Regions from separate parts of the Drosophila melanogaster genome. Here region 1 is linked to region 2. A link is a contact called in public Hi-C data. All regions are on one chromosome and are shown on one strand. Each heading gives the region's core, a stretch centred on a gene start, on an enhancer-like site or on the middle of the called end of the contact. The rest is flanking DNA. Distances are from core to core; before and after follow the strand shown.

Evidence for each region. Hi-C and Micro-C count contacts between places; a contact is called where the count stands out from the background.
Region 1: a contact with region 2 is called in a Hi-C map of the Kc167 cell line, with 1.6 times the contacts expected there. The contact joins the promoter of CG7120 here to the promoter of cert in region 2. A contact is called at or near these places in 7 of 107 Hi-C or Micro-C datasets (the Kc167 cell line, the S2 cell line, cellular blastoderm embryo and 2 more).

What each region holds. Positions count from the first base shown.
Region 1 is chr3L:8,392,646-8,398,795 of dm6, forward strand. It overlaps CG7120, which reads left to right and starts at 3,355. Exons shown (of 5, transcript NM_001274649.1): 1 at 3,355-3,540. It overlaps Jon66Cii (Jonah 66Cii), which reads right to left and starts at 1,004. Exons shown (of 1, transcript NM_139960.2): 1 at 175-1,004. The coding sequence starts at 1,001. The coding sequence ends at 213.
Region 2 is chr3L:8,287,458-8,293,610 of dm6, forward strand. cert (ceramide transfer protein) reads right to left here and starts at 2,413. Exons shown (of 9, transcript NM_139942.5): 1 at 2,256-2,413; 2 at 1,713-2,026; 3 at 371-763; 4 at 152-300. The coding sequence starts at 1,991. It overlaps CG7201, which reads right to left. Exons shown (of 4, transcript NM_139943.2): 2 at 3,937-4,309; 3 at 3,457-3,868; 4 at 2,829-3,400. The coding sequence starts at 4,288. The coding sequence ends at 3,127.

The DNA.
Region 1 (6,150 bases), core at 2,105-4,604, 110 kb after region 2:
TAAAGACTCTGTAGAATCACATTATAGTCCATGAGCACTTTATATACCATTTAAAAATGTAATTTTCAAACAATCCGTAAATATTATTCTTAAATTTAATATTGAATACTAACTAAAAATAAAAGCCGTCATGTCCACAGTAATACTCCGAGTAAAGTACAAAAATTTAAATTTACGCTTCAAGAAGTTTTTTTTTAATCAGATATAGTCGATTAGTAGTAAGCAATGCCGGTATGGTCGCGAATCCAGTCCAGGTGGTAGGTGACACGCTGGAATCCAGCGGGAGCACCCGACTGGCAGCCGGCGACGGAACCAAAGTTGGTGACCCCCACAAGCTTGGTACCGTCATGGGTGACCAGGGGGCCGCCGGAGTCACCACCGCAGGTGGACTTGCCGTCGGGAGTCCTGACACAGAGGATGTTGTCTCCCACGCTTCCATAGTATCCGGAGCACTCGGAGTTGTGGATGATCTGGAGATCGACACACTGCAGGTAGTCGGGCAGTGGGCTGCCGTCATAGGTGCCTCCCCAGCCGCAGGCAACAGCCCACCATTCGTTGTAGTCGTTGTAGCGATCGTTGTAGCTGGGCAGCTCCACCTTGTTCACCATGTGCCAGAAGTCCACGTGGGGAATGCGGATGAGGGCAATATCGGCGGATGAGTGCTTGATAAAGTTACCGTTGCCAACCCAGTGGGTGAACTGGGCGTTGGTGCGCCAGGTGGCTCCGAAGTAGACAGTTACGGAGTCAGCATCTCCGATGCAGTGCTCGGCGGTGAGCACCCAATCGTGTGCGATGATCGAACCACCGCACCACCAGCCGCCGCTGAAGCCCAGACCGACGGTGTAGGGAGCCTTGCCCTCCTCAGCCGGATAGCCGTTGGTGATGCGACCCTGCATGTCCTTGGTGTGGACCGGGGTCAGTTTCTCGGTGGCCAAACGGGGCATGGTGGCGCCAGAGGCCGAGGCCACAGCCAAAGCCAGGATAGCTATGAATGCTTTCATGTTGCTGGAAAAGCTTGAAAACTTGGGAATGCCCACGGAGTATTTATACCTTAATCGTATCTGGCTAGATGGTGGGTCATATAAAATGCCCGTTCCGACAAACAGGCGATAAAGAATAATGGTAATATATTATTAAAAGTCTAACTTGGCTAAAAGTGCTCATGAATGGAGCCGTGTGAAATGTTTAATGGAAGCAAATGAGATAACAAATCCATATGACTTAAATTCATATTAAACTTTAATCACAGCAAAACTATGACCAATATGGAATTGTTATATGTAACTTTCAAGATGCGATGATTCAATTATGAGTTACGGTTCTTATCATTAGACCTTTTATTTACTGAACAATAAAAGGCTTGAAAAGTGGTATGATAGGTACACAAACTATTGTTCTCAGAATTCACTTTATTCATAATAGTTTTTATAGAAAACTAAAAAAAAAGTTTTTTATAGAAAAAGTTCATCGTGGCACAAATAATTACTTTTCTTAATTATGTTTAATATAAATTTAATATACCGAAAATGATTTGTTTTAATTTACGATTCCCTAGAATCTTATCTAAACATTTAAAAACAGGCAACATTTGATTAGATTTAAATATTTACAATGTCTTTCGGATGTGAATATGTGAGTATCAAAAAGAGTCAAAGTGTTTTTCCCCATTCAGAAGTTCATAGATTATTCATTAGCTATATATGACACCAGTAAATATTCGCGACACTTTCATTAGCTTAAGTGATTGCAATTAGAAAAGATAAGATATTGGTTTTAGTATTTTGTTTTATTTAAATAGATTATATGAGTCTTACGGATTTAAATTTAAGTGTTTTAAATATAGCATTAGGAAACGTATTTAGTTAATTTGTAGTGCTATCCGCCGCGATTATTCTTTTCATATATTTTATATTATATTATATTTATATTTTAAATATCATTTTATTGGAACACTATAAATTTTATATATGCTTAAAAACATCTTAAACATGGTTTTGTATTTATTAAAAAAATGTTATTGTAAGTTTGGCCTCATTATTTCATTTCCCGACATAGTATTATTATTTAAATACATGATTAAAAATAAAAGATCAAGAAATTGTCAAAAGCTATTAATATATAAAAGTGTGAATATCCTTATAAATAAAAGCTACACCGATACACCTGCGATATCGTTATCGGAAAATACCCGCGAAGAAGCAGTAAACCAAGTTATTATTATTATTATTATTGTTTTATTTGTTCAATTAACTTATTCCGCAACTTATTTCCTGGATTTGCTGGAATGCCCAAGTGGAATCTGTACAATTTAAATGTAAGTGTAAATGGGGGTGGCGCTGTTGATCGGAGTCTTCGGTGTCGGTGCTGTGGCCACTCTTTTCCTTTTTCTCCGTTTTTTGTGGAATAAGAAGCATGCACAACTTTCCACGTAGCAAAAAGCTCACAAATTTCAAATTCTCCGCATTCCGCTTGTCAGCGGCTCTCAAACCGCACAGACTCAGTGAGTGTCAAACTGTGCATAGGGCATTTCGCAAATAAACATTGCATACTTTCAGTCAGCACTCGCGAATGTGCAAGGCAACGCGTTTAACAATTGCACGTGAAAAACAAAAAATATAAAAACACCATATTATATACATAAAAAAACCATTTCTTGACATGACATCACTTAAATTGAAGTTTCTCTGCGTCTATGTCTCTAGAATCTATATACTTAATCTCAACCTTTTAGCTCTTCTAACTCTGAATGTAAGGGGTATAATTAAATGTTTTAATTTGCGTCGAATACAAACATTGAAACAGCATTATCTACCTATCACTGTTTGATTTCAATTCTGAAGAATTCAACGATTTGTAGAACAAAGGAGAACTAATTCTACAGATTAAAACTCTTATCTAAAAGGCGCATTTTAAACATTGCTCCACTGCAAAGAAAGCCACTTGTCACCAGCGAAATTAAATAAATGTTCTAAAAGGTATTGTAAATTTGGTAAAAAGTTTTTAACTATTAAAGGAATTTATTATTTTTCTTGCCAATTCAATGGGCATACCAAAAAATGTTGAAGTTTCTTCCTCGCAATACTGGGTATCTGATAGTTGAGTAATTGGACTTCTGCTATTATTCAAAGACGTCAAGTTAATTTCATTACTCTGCTCTAAGATCGAAAGGTATACGACTTTATTTATGATCATTAAACCAGCCTATTGATTTTGTTCAGTGTATGGCCTGCTGGTGCTGCTGTTGCGCGTTATTGTAGTTGTCTCATGTTGCCGGCTGCCTCATGTTGTTCTTGCTGCTGCCGCCACCCAGGGAGGGTGTAAAAAATCTCACGTCGGCAACGGTTCGTCGTCATTCGTCGTGGGTCTCCGCTCGCTGGCAGTCGCACATCCGCTCAGTTGTATCGTGTTATCCGTTTCGCCAGCAAGGACCTCAGTCGCAATCGCGCACAGTACCGAGTTCGTTCGTTTGCAATCAGACTGCAAATATTTGTATATTTGCTGCAATCAATGGGGATGTACATATGGCGGCGAGTGGTAAATGTGAGTGTGCGAATATGTGAGTGGCCCCAAAACTGGGATGAATCCTTGCCCAGGCTATTCGGAAAAGTTTGCCATTTGCGCGCGAGTGTGTGTATCCGTGTGCGTCCCTTTTTGTATCTGTGTATCTGTAAGCGTTGTATCCGTATCTGTGCATGCATCTGTATCTGTAGGCAGTGTGCTCGACAAAAAACGATTGCAAATTTACGCTGACGCTGCAGCAGAAGCAGTTCGCTTCAATGGAACTTGACATAGTATGCCACCCAGTCGACGCCCAACCCCACCTTTGGGTTATATATGCACATGTGACGTTGTATTGTATTGCATGTGTTATTTTTACCACCGCAAAGTGTCCTCGACACACTCACACATTCGCCTCGTGTCCTGCAGCGTATCCGGATGCCACAGCACGCCGTTCGCCCTTCACCCCGTTCGCCACTGCAGCCATAGTTTCATTATTATTATTTCTATATAGTAATGCCCCAAGTGCATTTGCCATTAAAATGCTATGCATTATCTAGATGCATGGCTACTCGTGAAAAGCCACGCCAAACTAATGTCGCTTTTTAATGCCAGACTTTGTCGGTGCCTCGCTAATTTTTCCAAATGATTGTTCAAGCCGAACTGTGGATTCAATTAGATGAAATCCGCTAAATACAGCAAACGCCCAAGTCGAAAAAGCTGTAAAATGGGGCATAATCGACATTTGATAGCTGGCAAAATACAAATGAAATGCAGTCCACATGTACTAACATAAATATTTTTTGAACAGACATTTTATCGCCCTTCCTGTTATTAAAAAAAAAGTCTTCTAGCACTTATCATTGTTTGAAATAGAGGCAAAACTGGCTTTATTTAACACAATTCCCATATCTGTAAACCCACATATGCGTAGTGCCCTTTAAATTCTAACAATTGTGTTTATCTCATTTACTCACATTCGACTATTATATTAATTTTATATTATTATTATTTATTTTTTTTTTTTTGTTTGTTGATGACTTGAAAAGTATGAATGATTTTGGAACATATGTTAGTAGAGTTATACCACTAATAATTCCACGAAATAAGTTAAAGCGCCTCGACTTTTCCAAAAAATATGTTAGTCAGCCTGCATCATTCTGGAACAATGTTCTTTTGAGTTTCACTGCTCAAAAAAAAATTTTTTTTGTTAGATTACCGAAACAATTTTATCTAGAAATCGCGAAGAAACGATTTTGAAAATTCAAACCTTATGGAAGGATATTTCAATAGATTATATCCACAGCTTGGTACAGTCTGTACCAAAACGTCTTTAAAGGGATAGAGAGGGTATATTTTTTATTAATTTGTTTTAATTTTTTAGTTGACTTTTTTTTCTTTTCAATTTATAACATTTAAATAATTTGTCCAAATACTTATGCCACTGCTAAGTTGTTATCTAATTCAACTACGATAGTCAACCTATTTACTAAAATTATCTAAAAATTTTGCTTTAAGTAAACAATAAGTTACAAACAAATATATTGAATATATTTCTTGTCCAAATACTTATGCCCACTAGTGTATATATTCTTGATCAGGATCTATCTGTTAAGTTATTAAACCTAAAATCAAGAAATTTTAATTTATAAAAAAAAGAAAATATTCCTTGGCTGCAAACATTTGCTTAGTGCCGAACTACACCTGGTCTTCCAGTGCTGGGCATGAATATCGCATAATTATATTTATTGTAGATAGCTATGAAAACGTGTCATGGATTAACACAACAAAATATCTGATCAATGTTTGCCACATGAGAAACTGCAAAAAAGTGAAAACTAATGATCGTAGTCGTACCGAGTCGTGATCGATGAAATAATCGCGGCATTGGCGAAGGCGAATCACAGATCCATCATGTGGCATCATCAGCTCTATTTTCCCATTTCGGGCTCCCAGACCCCCCAAGATCCCCGAGATCCCCGAGACCATCCCCGCTCCCACATACCCATTAGCCTGGTGGTGGGCCTGGTACCCAAACCTATTTCTGTGCTTGGGCTACAGTCGCATTCGCGATTCCGTCGTCATAGTGCTCGGACCGCTGGCGCAAGATTAGCAGATTGGCAGAACGATGTACCTGGCGCTTAGCAGACGTTGCATTTCCATTAATTGAATTCGCAGGCCGCCACCCCATTTCGAACCACCCAAAATGCGCCCATCCAAGGTTGGCAAACAACGTGTTATTTATATGCTTGCTGGCTGGCAAAAAAAGAGTGCTTTAATTGTTTTGAATGGGAAAATGTATTCAAGTGCGTTGCACGTATTCAAACGTTTGTTGAACCGAAAATCTGCACGTGTATTATTATAAACAATAAACAAAAATGTAAACTAGTGCAAATCGGTGAAAACCAAACAATGTGTGAATAAAGATCTATAATCCTTTAAAACACAAACAAGTACCTTATATCTAAAAATAAATGCAACTAAATCCCTTATGAACTCAAACTATATATACATATATATATTATACAACTGAAAGATATTGAAAACGAAAAATCACAAGATTATGTACTCTGGAGAGTGACTACAGAAAAAAACATTTGTAAATCAGCTTTGAAATGCAAAGTTCCGGAATTCGCCAATTATAAACTCATC
Region 2 (6,153 bases), core at 1,163-3,662:
TTTAAATACATTATTAATCCTTTTTTAAATAAATTAAACCATGAAATAGCATGATAATTTTTAAAGAAACGTATGGTTTTCAAGCAAATACAAAAAAGGTAATTGAAATTGCTTCTTCTTGTAGGAATCTATTCCGACTAGGTCAACCTACTTGCTTTGGTCCTCAGAACGTCGACGCTTATCTATTTCACGCTCCAGTTTCCGTTTCCATGACTCATCGCTCTCGGCGATGATTTCTAGGCAATGCTGCAGGGTGGTTAGCACGCCGGACGTTGTGGCCCGAAACGTGATGGATTCGCCCTGAGAAAATCGAGTGTTTTGCTTAGTACACTGTACATATACCAATGGCCCGATAAGTGCACTACTTTACCTTGAAATCGATGGACTTCAGACCGTCGCCCAGGTCCAGTGGTTGCGCATTGTTTTTGTTCACCTCCGAGCAGGCATCAAAGTATCGCTGCAGAGTCTCGATCTGTCCAAATAGTATATCCTTAAAGGTCTCCAGCTCGCCGACTTTTTCGCGCAGGTTGCGCTGCGTCTTCTTTAGGCTTCCTCCGCTGGTCAGCGAGATAGTGTTCGATTGCAGGCTCATGGTACTGCCATGGCGGCGCAAGGAAGTGGTGTCCGTGCTGCCGGAGTCCGCCTTGTACAGCTGCAGCACATCCACCCAGTGCATGCGGTCCTCGCTGGTCTCTGCCCGCAGGCACCAGTTATTTAAGTTGTTCACCACAACATCGAATCGGAGCTCGTCGGACTCATGGGCCTACAAAAGAAAAATAAACTTGAACTTAGTAAAAGGCACAAAATAGGTACAAATAAACGGTTTATCTTACTTATATTTTAAATGAAAATTTCATGCCAGTAATAAGCCAGTTATTAAAACGAAATACAATAAATTCGACGAAAAAAAAACCTAATTAACTTTGAATGGTTGATTATAGCGGAACGCAAATCAGTGGTAAACATGAAATCAACAAGGAAAACACCCGAATACAAGATTATTGTTGGCAAATGGAAATTACAGTGGAACCTGAATGAGTCAAAACACTAAGAGAAATTTGTGAAAATTAATTAAAATTTTAAATGAATCACTTGCAAATAAATCCAATTATTAGTAACTTAAACTACAAGTGAGCTGGTTTCACTGTAAAGTAATCCAAGTAATCCAATCATGATCGATTAAATCGGTGATAATTATTATTTGGATTGTTGGGAAAAATTCTTTGAACTAAATGAGGCTTCAATATCTTTGAATAAGATCAGTGTTCGCAAAGTCAAGGCGAATGAATGGAAGGGCCGCTTCTAGTGAGTCAGCATTGTGTATATGCTTTTGGCAGCTCCTACAGTATAAATAGATAAGTACACACTCATGGCGAAACACCCTCCTAGAACAACACGCCCTCCTGTCAACAGAAGGCCTTCTAGCAGCGCCTAGGTCTGAGGGGTACCCCACTTACATTGATGACTTCAATTTTGGTCTATTTTGGTCGCCCAACGTTAATTGATTGCGCTGCATTGATTGCGTCGCTCGGAATTGGATTGGGAATGGGTGTATTGGCTTGGGAATGGAAACGGAGACCTCAGGTCGCGGTCATCGTTGGTTAATGTGTCGCAAACACATGCGCACACACTCACGCCCATTACTTTTTTATTAGTCCAATTGAAAGCACTTGGGGAAGGAGCTCCACCCTCTCTCTTTTCGGCCGTCCTACCTTAATGGTGGCCTTGGTCAGGCTGATGGCTCCGCGGCACCCGAAATCCGACTCCGATTCGGATTTATAGTAGGAGAGTGTACCATCCTTCAGGACTATGTAGCGTGGCTGCCATCCATAGATGTAGTTCGTCCACTTGCTGAGATAGCCCCTCAGTTCGATACTGTTGTCCAGATACTCCTCCTCCTCGGAGGCATCGCTCTGGGACTGTGATCCCGCCGCTGCCTCATTGCTCGAGGGCGGCGATGCTCCCAGCGACTCCCCAGCGTTCGTGTCCATCCTCTTCCAGCTCCGGAGTTCAACTGCCAAGTTATCTATACAATGAAACGGTTCGGGGGTATCTTAATCAGCAGGTTGCCGCAGAAGATTAAAAATATATTGCGCCACGTCCGCGCAATGTAAACAACTACAATGCCGGCTGGCAATTTGATGGGAGCTCCTATCGTGATAATCCAATTCAATCAGCGATCGCATCGCCTGACTCACAGCACCGCCTTTTCGCGGTTCTGAAGCGCCAGCTGGCCCCCACCCAGGAGCACTCACCTTTCGTTTATTGATTTCCTCGACGATCCGCAAACATCTGTGCAACACGTAATGCTCTGGCTTGTTTGTGGGAGGCTTGGTAAATAAGCGAAGAGAACTCACGACGCTGATGTTTTTTTCGCTGCAAAACCAAAACAAAGCTGACCTAGAGATGGTCTGACGACCGACGGTTCCTTCGATAAGTCGTTACGCTATCGATGTCTTACTCTCGATAGTTGTCAGAAGTGCCTTTTTCTTCTTCTTATAAATACACAAAATTTGAATTTAAATCTTCCCTTTAAAATGAGCAATTAGTTAAGTAATTACATAACTACAAACCGAGCACTAAGTACCGTTAAGTATTATTTTGCTTCATATATTACTTTCACAAAAACATGGAGAGTACCCAAATCTAGCTGCCAGTGTAACCACTTTAATTTGGTTTCAAACTTTGATTTGTAACTGCTGATAGTGCTGTGCAATGCAGGCAGTTGTCGTTTTTGGCGCCAGTTTAAATCTAAAAACGCAATGTTGTACATATCTTGGCCATTATTGCCGTAAGTTGTTATTTGAATGAAAACAATTATAAAGCACCTTTCAAGGGAAATTTATTTTCTATTCATTCGACACGTTTTCATTTGTTGAAAGGAAGGAATTATGCCACAATTTCAATTATTTACAGACCACTAGACAAACATGGATACAAATCTAAGCAATTAACAACGCCTACGACTAACAATAAATACAATGCGTAAATAAAATAAATAATTATAAATTAATTAGTACACGTTAATTACAAGCAAGTGACTTTGAGGACGCGCTCAACTCAATCGTAATCCTAACATCTAGACGAGGTCAACAATAGGGGTTCGCATGGGAGTTGGTCATTGTTCTACATATACACATTGTTGTCCTGATCCCGAGTGGTGGGCAGTTGAATGACCTGCTCCTCATGATATTCGCCCACCGGTCTGTCTGTGGGTTTTGTCTTTTTCGTCTTGCTCGCAGGAGCTGGTTTGCTATACTTGCTGGACAAGGCCTTAAATATACTCTTCGGACAGTCCTTGAAGTAGGGAAAACATTCTCCTGGTGCTTGCTTTCCCTCGCCCACCTCCTGGGCTTGTACATAGTCGGGTACCAGGTCGGAAAACGGAGATTTGGTTACCCTATAAGAGAGATCTGTGTAACAAAGAATCACGATTGAAAGGAGGAAATTACTCACGTTAAAAATAGCTTTGTCATTTCTCCAAAGACACCGAACTTCTCCAAACTTCGTGAGTGCATCTCACAAATGGTTCTCAGCAAACAGGCCTTGCCATCCATGCCAAAGGTGGATAGAAAGTCCTCCACTACGCCATAGAGCAAAACCCGCTCTCCGCCATGGAAAATATGCTGCAGTCCGGCTGGCAGCTCCGGATACTTTGGACCCTCTTCGTGTATCCTAAAGGGATGATCCTCGTTGCTTCTGCTCCGCTGCTCGCTGAGATCCCTCTTCCTGCGCTGGACATGCAGATACCTCGCCACATATTCACCAACCATGTGGCCTGCCTCGTGACCAAAGGAGCGGGCGAACAGCGGCGGCAGATCCCCCAGAGGATTTTGGTTGTCTGTCAGGCCCAGTTTGTCGAAGTCAACTGTGGATTGAGGCAACAAAAATCAGAGTTAATTGATTAATCATTGACATTGAGAGCTGTCTACGCACTGGTGACGGGAAAACTGATGGTCAGGTTGGAGAAGAATCCCTCGGGCGGATGCCGAACCAGGGGCATGGCAATGGTTGGCACGAATGTCAGCGAAGTGCCCGGCGGCAGGGCCAATCTGCCATCATCCGTAATCCAGATGAGTCGCTTCTTGCGTATGTGCGGCGTATCCGGGGAATCGGCATCGTAATCCGGCCTGGCTTCGGCTTCCGCATCCGCCAGCTGCGCTGCCATATCCAAAGCCTGGCCAGCATCCGCCTGTCGATTGAGTGCCAATGCATTTGGACACAAGCTGACAAGTGGCAGCAGCAGTAGGAGGAGCAGGCGACTGCATCGCCTTAACACCTTCTCCATGGTCACGTTGAGTGATGAGTGCTGAGATGGTAATAAAAAATTGTTATTGCAAAGGTGGAGAAACAGCTTTACAGACAAATTATGGTCTAATAAGTAAACACAGCTCATAAGTTAGAGGCTTTTAAAGATAAGATCAACATAACTCAAACATAACACTTTAGTTTTTAGATATTCTCGTATTAAATAGTTTTTTCCAAGCTCGTTGCTGAACATCCATTGAATGCTGTCATAATAATGATTAGATGCTGATAATAGTGATTAGAGTGCAAATGATTGATTGATCATTATTATAATGGAGATCCTTGATTACTTTATTTTCACTGGGAGTAAGTAGGCAGCATGGGTAACTAATTTGATTGCTCCTGCAGAGGTGAAAACTCAAACAAAAGACTTAGGCAACAAACTCAACTAGACACGGAGTCCCATTCCAATTTCGACCGCCTAGCAATTGAGTTGGCAAAAGACTGGCCTAATGGCCATCATTATACAACGGTTGTATAACAGCAATTGTGGCGCACACATGGACTCACCTACTAAATCGCTCACCCCATTCTGCATTCTCAACTAGATTTCCCCTCGAAGCATCCCCCTCGATTTTCATATTTTCAACTGGTTTCTTTGCTTGGAGCTCTATGTTGTGGCTCATGTCGATTTTTTGGGAAAGCTTTTCCACACTTCTTAGCCTTCTTGGCATTGTTCCAGGTGCACTGACTCAAACCGTTAGCATTGGCAGCATGAATTTCGATTACGACTTGCAGCTATAGCTACACATATCGACATCAATCGCAGTTGCAAGAAGAATTGGCAATACGCATGTGTATTCAGTGAAAGCATGTTAACAAATTGATTTATAAGTCTAAACGAAACCTGTTGACTCCAGAAGTCGATTTCACCCCGAATAGAATCTAAATGGAGCAAGACGCACTTTTACCGCACCACCAATGATGCAACTGATGCATCGAAGAACTTGCCACAGCCGGTTCGGTTTGGTTCGCTTTGAGGTATCCATAGATAGATGGAGTATTTGCTATCCGTTAGCGATCCGGGCAATCATTAGAGCTCCAGCCAGATGCGCCAGCACTTTCCCAAAGGCTGCAATTTGATGGCCAACTGGGAGGTGCAGGTTCCAACAGCTATCTAGACCAAGGCATTCCAGCCTACTCCACACACTCCTTCAAACTCATGGACTTAATTTTCCAAAAGGTTTGACAGAGTTTCTCTCAATTTGGTAACGTTACAACTGTTATAAACAAGATATCAAGCAGGCCGGTGGGCGTTTCTAGTGGTGCAAAATCTTTGATACATGTGAGGTGTTAGGGGAGATTCTGGTAGTGCACAAGTGGCTGCAAGGAAACTCAAGAAAAGGAATGAAATAAAAGGGTGATTTGTAGCATAACCTTTACAACGTTTCCTACTATTTAATTACCTAAACCTTGTAAAACAAAAATAAATTGCCTTCATCTCTAAGGCTTGAAAGCTATAAACAACTTTAAAGTCATAAGTTGCGCCTAATGCCAATTTGAGAAGCACAAATGAAATTTTGGTTTCTAAAGTACCAATTTTATTTAAAAAAGTAATTACTATTATATATCCCTAAAACCGTTGACGTTTCCCTAATTAACATATTGTTAAAAACACTGTTTAGCTCACCAAATATTTAAACGTACTTAGCAAATAACTTTTCCCTTCAAGTAAATCAATTAGCAAAATGCTGGGCAGAGTTTCTCTGCAATGACAGCGCTACAAGGAAATTAAACCTAAACAAATTCGGTGTCAAGTTGTCACTTTGGGCAGACAAGTGAACAGCCGGTGGGCGTGGCCAGTGCATAAGGCCGAAATGCAGATGAGATTAATTGCTGTAGAGT